3 separate regions of the Zea mays genome follow, and all the other regions are linked to region 1. Evidence: chromatin contacts called from public Hi-C data. All regions are on one chromosome and are shown on one strand. The core of a region is the stretch at or near the end of the contact, and the rest is flanking DNA. Distances in the headings are between cores, read along the strand shown.

Region 1 (2,810 bases), core at 177-2,676:
AAATGCTGCCTCGCTCGAAGTCCCCCCTCGTGGGTCTTCCCAAAACTTCGCCTTGTCTGAGGCTTGTCTCGGGCAGGACGGAAGCTCAGGAGAATCTCCGTCCCGGTCGAGGCTCCCTCACACCAAGGTGGCCATGTCCATCTCACCCGAGCCCGCCTTAGGCAGTAAAGACAAAGCTTGCCCGAGGGCTGTTGGGAACAACCGCATTCAATGAGTGCATCTACCTCACGTCGGGCTGCAGGTGAATCTTTCAATAGGACCGCGATCTTGTCAAAGTTTCACCTACATCATTACACGTGTGGACGCCACCTGACAGCTCCTAATGGGACGCATAATATGACAAGACGCGGGTCAAGACCTAGGGCACGAGTTCCGTCTGGCCCGACGCTAAACTCAACCTCGGGTGCAAGCTCTGCCTCGCCTGAACCAGGCCTCGGCTACCTGCTCCCTCGTGAATCCCGTGGAAGGCCACTTCGTCGATTGTGGCGCGCGTCATCAAGTCTCAATATAAAGCTCGGTCGCAACCTCAGACGGACCTCCGCCTCGTCCGAGCTCGGCTCTTACCTCGATATATGTGACAGAGGACTTCCCAACGTCGTAAAAAACAATGAAGATTGACGCACCCCGTAAGAGCCTTTTTCCCATGACGGGCACTAAGTCAACCACTACGGTATGGGCAACTCCATGCCAGAGGGCTCGGATACGTAACTGAGCCCTCGACCTCGGCTCTCAGCGGAAAACAAGCAAGCAGAAGTCAACAACAAAGTACCAGACCATATTGTCTACAAGACATGAAGACACCCCTTCACAACATGTAGTCGGCTCACGTCTACAAGGCAGCTCTCCCCGGGCCTATAAATAGGACAGTCCATGGCTCCCACAGGGGGAGAGGGTGAACACTTGGCAGTTTTCTCCTCCATTCGGTATTGGCATTTGCCTCAATCACTCTCAGGGACTTGGGGTCCTTCCCTCTCCCGTCGTGCTTGTAACCCCTACTGTGAGCACTTTGGTGCGAGTAATATAAGCCTTATCCCTCTTAGCTGGAAGTAGGGCCCTTCATAGCCCGAACCAGGATAAATCGCTTGTGTCAACTCGCATCACCATCTGGGTTTGGGCACGCGACGCTATTTCACTGGTTAGTTAGGTCCACGGGTCCAAACACCGACACTATTTTTCCAAGTGATTTCCATTTTTCAAGAATACTTGGAAAAATAAAGTTTCTAAACTAGCTCTTAGACTATCTGCAGAAGATCCACTATCATATCCTATAATCCAAACTTCTCTCTACAAACAGTGTCAAACAATATCAATCCCTAGCGGTCTTATGAAAACAAATCTCTTATTCATGATGGGCCCGTTTGACATTCTGGTAGCGTAGTGCCCACCGTCGGCCAAAGCCCATGTAGCCTGTGAAGAGCCCACGTAAGCATAACCCGACAGTCTGACAGTGTCCGAAACCTTCTCCTCCGCTTCCGCAGTTCCGCTTCAGCTTGCGCGTCGCCACGGCACTCCCCGCTGCTCTCAGTCCCCAACCCCAGCGCGGAAGGCAGAGCTGACTACCATTTCCGTTCCCACGAATGCTCCCGTGACTACCACCCCGCTCCAGGTAGCAAAGCTGCGGCCGGCGAGGGAGGTAATAGGGTTTTTTTGGTCTCTGCGACTACGACGCCGGCATGGGCTACCACCACCTCCTACTCTCGCCGTCGGTGGCGCAGCCGCCCCGTCCCGCCCTTCTCCCTCCACCCCGCGGCCGCCGCGGCAGCGGCGTCGGGCGGGCCACCGCAGTATTTGCCTCGGCGTCCAGCACCGCTCGCTCCCCCGCTGCGGACGACGCCACGCGGAGGAGGGCCGTGCTCCTGGTCGGCGTCTCGGTGCTCCCGCTCCTCCGCCTCCGCGACGCCGCGGCGGCGGCGGCCAGGGCGCAGCTCTCCTCGGTTGATCTCGTCACTGGTCAGTAGTTGTAAAACTCATTTCGACACTCGCCTTGACGCCTTGTTGCTAGGATGATATGTGTGATTTTTTGGGGTTTTATTAAATCCGATAAAATCTGTGAGATTCGTAGATACTAATAGGATACGTGGCCTGTGCAATTGCGATGCTAAGTTTCCCGCGTAAATGGTAGACTCTCTTAGTAGTAAACCTCATTTCGACACCCCTTGTTGCTAGGATGGTAAGTGTAATTTTTTTGCTTTTATTAAATCTGTGAAATTCGTAGATACTAATAAGATACCTTGCCCCTCTCTTAATAAACTTGCTACACAATATAGACTTGTAGAACCCAACAGACTGCATCACTTTCCATAATCACTTTGCACCTATAATCCTACATGCTGTTTGGTCACTAGTTTAAAATCCCTGTCAACTTCGTTAAGGTCAAAGTTTGCCACGAGGTGCTTCAACCCTGCGTCCCTGCCCGCTTGAGGACGGAGTTGGCATTACGCCAAACTGCCTTGAGCCACCCTTTTGACACCAGTTAGTTCCTAACATCCAGTAGCTCATCAAGTAGGCATCGTTGCCAACCTTATTGGAATCTACAACTAGTAAAACTGCCCTCTTCTCTTACTATTCCTTCATTGTTTGTTGATATTCATGCAACACAGGACACCACTAAAAGTGTCCATACCTTAGGTCTTTATTATCTGGATTTGGACTGTCTTTTATCGTTTAGTGGACCTCTGTCACCAAGATTGCTGATCCATTGTTTGCCAACTTTGGAACTCTTTTAATTCCCACGCTGTTGCCAACATAGTTATTTTGAATACGTTGTGATTTCAGTTTTTCAAAAAGTTTTGCATGGAGATATATAGTTG
Region 2 (2,700 bases), core at 22-2,521, 130 kb before region 1:
TCGCTGCCACCGTGGTCAAAAAAGGCACGCACGGCACAACGGCGTCAGGGCCAAGCCGGATGACTTTTGCAGGGATTTTAATCGGGAACCCGAAACGAGGATGCGCAGCGCGACCGGTGCTCACCTGCTCGTCTTGAGCATGCTCTGGAGACCGTCCTGCACCTGCTGCGACACGTCTGCGCAACGCAAAAACAGTTCACGCCCGTGTTAGCATGAGTAATACTGCATCAGGGAATGCACAACACTGCAACAGTTCTTCCATTGGTTTGCAAAGCAATTCCAGTCTGCACTTGTGAATCATCAGTAGTTTCGGTATGTACTCTATGCAACAGAGGTGACTTTTAGATGAAATTCGTTTTGACTCTATATAAAAAATCGAAGACAGGAATTTAAAACACGATTAAATTTATCAAGAGGAAGTTGCCTAAAACGTCGCTTTCAAATTCGACAGGGGTACACAATCAAATGAATACGGTATGATATGATAAGAAGGGTCACCTGACTTCGACTGCAGATAGAGTAATAGAGCCCCATTTTCAGATTCACTACAGTAGCGCGTCCACTCGAGCAGCAAAAAAATAGAACTAGTATCTGACGCGATCTCGTCTGTGCAGTTTGCACATGTGAATGAGGGTTTGGAAATCGGATTGTACGTATGTAACCAATGAGTTATCGCCACCGAACGGAGTGTTATGGACAGGAAATTCGAGACACCGATTCAGATACTAATATTACTGAGCATAACCCATACAACGAATCGAATCGGAACGGGATGGGGAAACGAACGAACCGAGAAGAATCGGATGGATGTGGACCAAATTGGTCGCGATTCTGAGCACACACTGAAACCAGGCAACGGACACCAGCGGGGGACTCAATCCCCGCACACCAGCATCAAATATTCCTCGAAGGAAGCACGAACTTGGAAATTCTGCATCAGCAACCACCAATCTAGGCCGAACAATCGCTTCGAACCCAGTAACAAACAGAACCCAGTAACAAGCAGAAGAGTGAGGGAGGTGGGGTGGCGAGCGCACCAAGCAAACTGCAGAAGCGAACCGCGGGGGGTGTGGTCGTACCGAAGAGGAGCGCGGAGAGCTTGGAGTCTCCGCCGTCCTCAGCCACCGCGTCGGTGAAGGCCTCGTTCCCGACCGACGTCGCCGCTACGTGCGATCCTGACGGCGAGTGGGCCATGTCTCCCCCGTTCGTGCGCTCGCTCTCTTCGTGCGGTGGGGTGGCGTGGGCGTGGGAGAGGCAAGAGAGGTGTGGACCTGGAAGCGATCAGAACCGCCAGCATATATATACGGACTGGAGGCCCAAACCCTCTTAGGGCATGTTTGGTGTGGCGCACTTTTCAAGCCGCAGTTGTGACGGGTGATTTGGTCGCCGTGGATTAGATGCCACATCAAACATACTCTTAATTACACCATGTACGGTAATTGATGTTTCCTTTGTACTCTCTTCGTTTTAAATTATCATTCTTTTATTTTTTTTATCACGTGTGATCGGCTTGTCCTATTCAATTTTTTTACGAAAAAGTGAAAAATTCAAAGCTACATTTAAAATATATTATATACTAAACAATATTACAGCAAAATTTAACAATAATTATGATTTTTTTTAATAAGACGATCAAACTTAAGATTAAAAAGTTAAACGAATTATAAATTAGAATGGAGTGAGTACCTTTTTAACTCATTACTATTTAAAAAAATGAATGTCTCCTACTCGCTACTTGTTTTCCTCCGTGTGCACTCATCCTAGCCCTTGCTCCCCTCTAATGAGGACATCACTTCTATACATACAATGAATGGACCGATAACACGATCTCGTGCACGACAGCTAAATCTCTAGGTACGTTCTATCCTAGTCAATTGTGTATCAGAGCTTACGCTTGGGGCCATGGATGTTTTGATGATTAGGTACCTTAGAAAGGACCAGCAAGGACTTGGGAAAGGCCAAGGTGTTGAGGAGGAGCAGCAAGGGCGCCCACAACAGGAAGGAGATCAAGTCCGACTCGGCTGCGACTCTATCTCGGGTTCCAGGACCAGTCTGCACTAAAATGGACGCCCAGGATGCATCCGAACTCCGATTGCGACAGACTTGATATGGTTGGAAAGAAAAGGAGATTATCTAACCAACCCAACTGGTTCCACCTTAAAATTCATTCGGAGTCAACGGGAATCGTCGAAACAATTCAGCGTTCAGATTCTGTTTTGGTGCTGCGACACCGTCTGTTGGGCCGTTGGGCCGTGTATCGCGTCGAAGCCCATTAGGGGCGAGTCCAGGGGTCACACACGTCCTAATACTCTATTTATTCAGCAGCCACCGCCACATTAGGTTTTGGGTTTTGCTTAGATCAATTCTGTCATCGAACAGTGTCGTCGTCATCGGTTTGTGAGACCCCATCCCGTAATCAATACAATTTTTGGTTGCGCTTCTTTCCTATTCTTGCTTGTGTTCTTGATTGCGCTTGCAGGGATAAGCCTTCGTGGCGAGGTCATTCGTGTGTCAAGGGTGATAACCAACGGAGCCGTGGTGTAGTGATTGCGAGGAACCGTTCGCTCAGAGCCTTGTATCATCAACGTCGAGATCTCCACTCAATCAAGTTATCGTATCTCACGGAAGATCGGGTCACGTCTTCTATCAATTGGTATCAGATTTCCAGGTTGCCTGTGAGGTATAATCCTACCTTTAGAT
Region 3 (2,700 bases), core at 97-2,596, 170 kb after region 1:
TCCTTGCATTAAATGCTCCTGCGATACGGTCGGTTGGCGTGGCGATCTGGCTAAGGTTGCTTCTCTGCGAAGACTGGGCCTCGGGTGAGCCGAAGGTGTGTCCGTTGCTTGAGGGGGCCCTCGGGCGAGACGTGAATCCTCCGGGGTCGGCTGCCTTTGCCCGAGGCTGGGCTCGGGCGAGGCGAGATCGTGTCCTTTGAATGGACTGAGCCTTGACCTTAATCGCGCCCATCAGGCCTTTGCAGCTTTGTGCTGATGGGGTTACCAGCTGAGATTAGGAGTCTTGGGGTACCCCTAATTATGGTCCCCGACAGATACGTTATCAGTAAGTAAAGTGTTAAACTTTAGCACCAATTAATCGTTTAGCTCTTCTAAGTTGTGCTGAAGTGAGCTAAAAATGGTTTATGATGGGGAAAGACATCTCATACCCTTCTCACTCCACTCTCTCTGTATCCCACGTTAATTAGGGTTATGGATATCTTTCTATATCCATGTGCTAAACTTTAGGCTATAGACAACATACCGTGCATATGACTGCGAAAAACTGTTTTGTACTAAACTGTTTTGTACTATAGACTGTATACAGATTAGAGCTTCAAATAGGAGGTGAGATAAGTGATGTTGCTAAAAATAGCTTAGCACTTGCATCAAAACCTAGCACCCTACTAAAGTTTAGCACATGGAATCAAATGCCCTTTATCGTAGTGAAAGCTAGTAGTAGTGATACTAAAGGTCTGTTTGGAAGCAACCAATTTTTTAAGAAATTGCTTTATAGAAACGGGAGTTATTTCAAAAATTAGTTTATATTCCCGTTTATAGAAACTAGATTTATAGTTTCTTAAAAATCAAGAAGCTGGCTTCCCCTGGTTAAAATTAGTTCTATCCATTTAAATACGTGACGCCTAGTTGATTTCACAGAATTTATATCTATAGCTGCTGCTTCCATTTAAATAGTTGATTTCACGGAATTTATATTTATATCTATTGCTGCTGCTTCCATTTAAATAGACATGTATAAAAAATTAAAAATCAGCTCCTTATAAACAGGGTAACGAACATTCTCATCCAGTTTTTTTCATAAATCATTTTTTAGAAATTTGGGACAGAAACTGATTTTTTTAAAACAGTGGTGCTTATAAACAAACCCTAAAATACACGCTCGCAGAAAAAAAATTGAAAAAGAGATGAAGCAGTAGGTAGACCCAAGGGTTCAAAAACTAAACGCCATAATTACCGTACGGGTCTTCGTCCCGTGGCAGGGGCAGACGCGGCGGCGGGCCCGGCATTACTCTCCCGCTATAAATCCTACTCCGCCGCACAAGGCAGAACAGAAGAGGCCTCCCCGCTCCGCGTTCCCCAGCGCCAGCGGTAACCCCACCCAACTCCTCTGAGCTGTGACACAGCTGTCCTCCTCCCCCCACTCCAGGCGCTCACACACCCTCCACTTCCCTCCACAGGAATCCGCCGCCATAATCTCCTCCGCTCCGCTCCACTCCGCATTGCAGGATTGCGCCGAGCACGAGCACCCTCCTCCCCGAAACCTCTTCTTGGCTCTGCTTTCGGTGGTATGGTGGGATGATGAGCAGGGCGGCAGTGCTGCTGTGTCTCCTCTGCTGCCTCGCCGCCGCCGGCGAGGCGGCGTCAGTGGTGGGCGAGGGCGAGGCGGCGGAGCTGGCCGTGTCGGTGGACCCGTCGTGGCGGTTCCCCAGCCAGCGGCTGCGGGACGCGTACGTCGCGCTGCAGACCTGGAAGCAGCAGGCCATCTTCTCCGACCCCAGGGGTTTCACCGCCGACTGGGTGGGCCCGGGGGTATGCAACTACACCGGGGTCTTCTGCGCGCCGCTGCCGCGCGGGGTGCCGGGCGCCGGGGAGCTCGCCGTCGCGGGCCTCGACCTCAACCACGGCGACATCGCGGGCTACCTCCCGCCGGAGCTCGGCCTCCTCGCTGACCTCTCGCTGCTCCACCTCAACTCCAACCGCTTCTGCGGCCTCGTCCCCGCCACTCTGCGCCGCCTCCAGCTTCTCGTCGAGCTCGACCTCAGCAACAACCGCCTCGTCGGGGCATTCCCGGCCGTCGTGCTGGAGCTCCCGGCGCTCAAGTTCCTCGACCTCCGCTTCAACGACTTCGAGGGCGCCATCCCGCCGGAGCTCTTCGACCGCCCGCTCGACGCCATCTTCCTCAACCACAACCGCCTCCGCTCCCCGCTCCCCGACAACTTCGGCAACTCCCCGGCCTCCGTCATCGTGCTCGCCGACAACAGCTTCGGCGGATGCCTCCCGGCCAGCCTCGGCAACATGTCCGGCACGCTCAACGAGATCCTCCTCATCAACAACGGCCTCGACTCCTGCGTCCCGCCGGAGGTCGGCTTGCTCCGGGAGGTGACCGTCTTCGACGTCAGCTTCAACTCGCTCGTTGGCCCGCTGCCGCAGCAGGTGGCCGGGATGCGCAAGGTGGAGCAGCTGGACGTCGCGCACAACCGCCTGTCCGGGGCCGTCCCGGAGGCCATCTGCGCCCTCCCGCGGCTCAAGAACCTGACCATCTCCTACAACTTCTTCACCGGCGAGCCGCCGTCCTGCGCGCGCGTCGTGCCTTCGGACGGTGACAGGAGGAACTGCCTGCCCAACCGCCCCACACAGCGCACGCCGCAGCAGTGCGCCGCGTTCTACTCGCAGCCGCCCGTCGACTGCGCCGCGTTCCAG

Evidence for each region. Hi-C and Micro-C count contacts between places; a contact is called where the count stands out from the background.
Region 2: a contact with region 1 is called in a Hi-C map of leaf, with 8 times the contacts expected there. The contact joins the promoter of LOC100278188 here to the promoter of LOC103630123 in region 1. A contact is called at or near these places in 3 of 25 Hi-C or Micro-C datasets (ear, leaf and tassel).
Region 3: a Hi-C map of leaf shows a contact between it and region 1, with 4 times the contacts expected there. The contact joins the promoter of LOC100284038 here to the promoter of LOC103630123 in region 1. A contact is called at or near these places in 7 of 25 Hi-C or Micro-C datasets (ear, leaf and an unstated tissue).

What each region holds. Positions count from the first base shown.
Region 1 is chr6:141,665,419-141,668,228 of Zm-B73-REFERENCE-NAM-5.0, reverse strand. It overlaps LOC103630123 (MAR-binding filament-like protein 1), which reads left to right and starts at 1,426. Exons shown (of 3, transcript XM_008651210.4): 1 at 1,426-1,950. The coding sequence starts at 1,674.
Region 2 is chr6:141,800,104-141,802,803 of Zm-B73-REFERENCE-NAM-5.0, reverse strand. It overlaps LOC100278188, which reads right to left and starts at 1,271. Exons shown (of 3, transcript NM_001151545.2): 1 at 1,080-1,271; 2 at 125-176; 3 at 1-3. The coding sequence starts at 1,194.
Region 3 is chr6:141,496,006-141,498,705 of Zm-B73-REFERENCE-NAM-5.0, reverse strand. LOC100284038 (receptor-like protein kinase) reads left to right here and starts at 1,346. Exons shown (of 1, transcript NM_001156936.2): 1 at 1,346-2,700. The coding sequence starts at 1,576.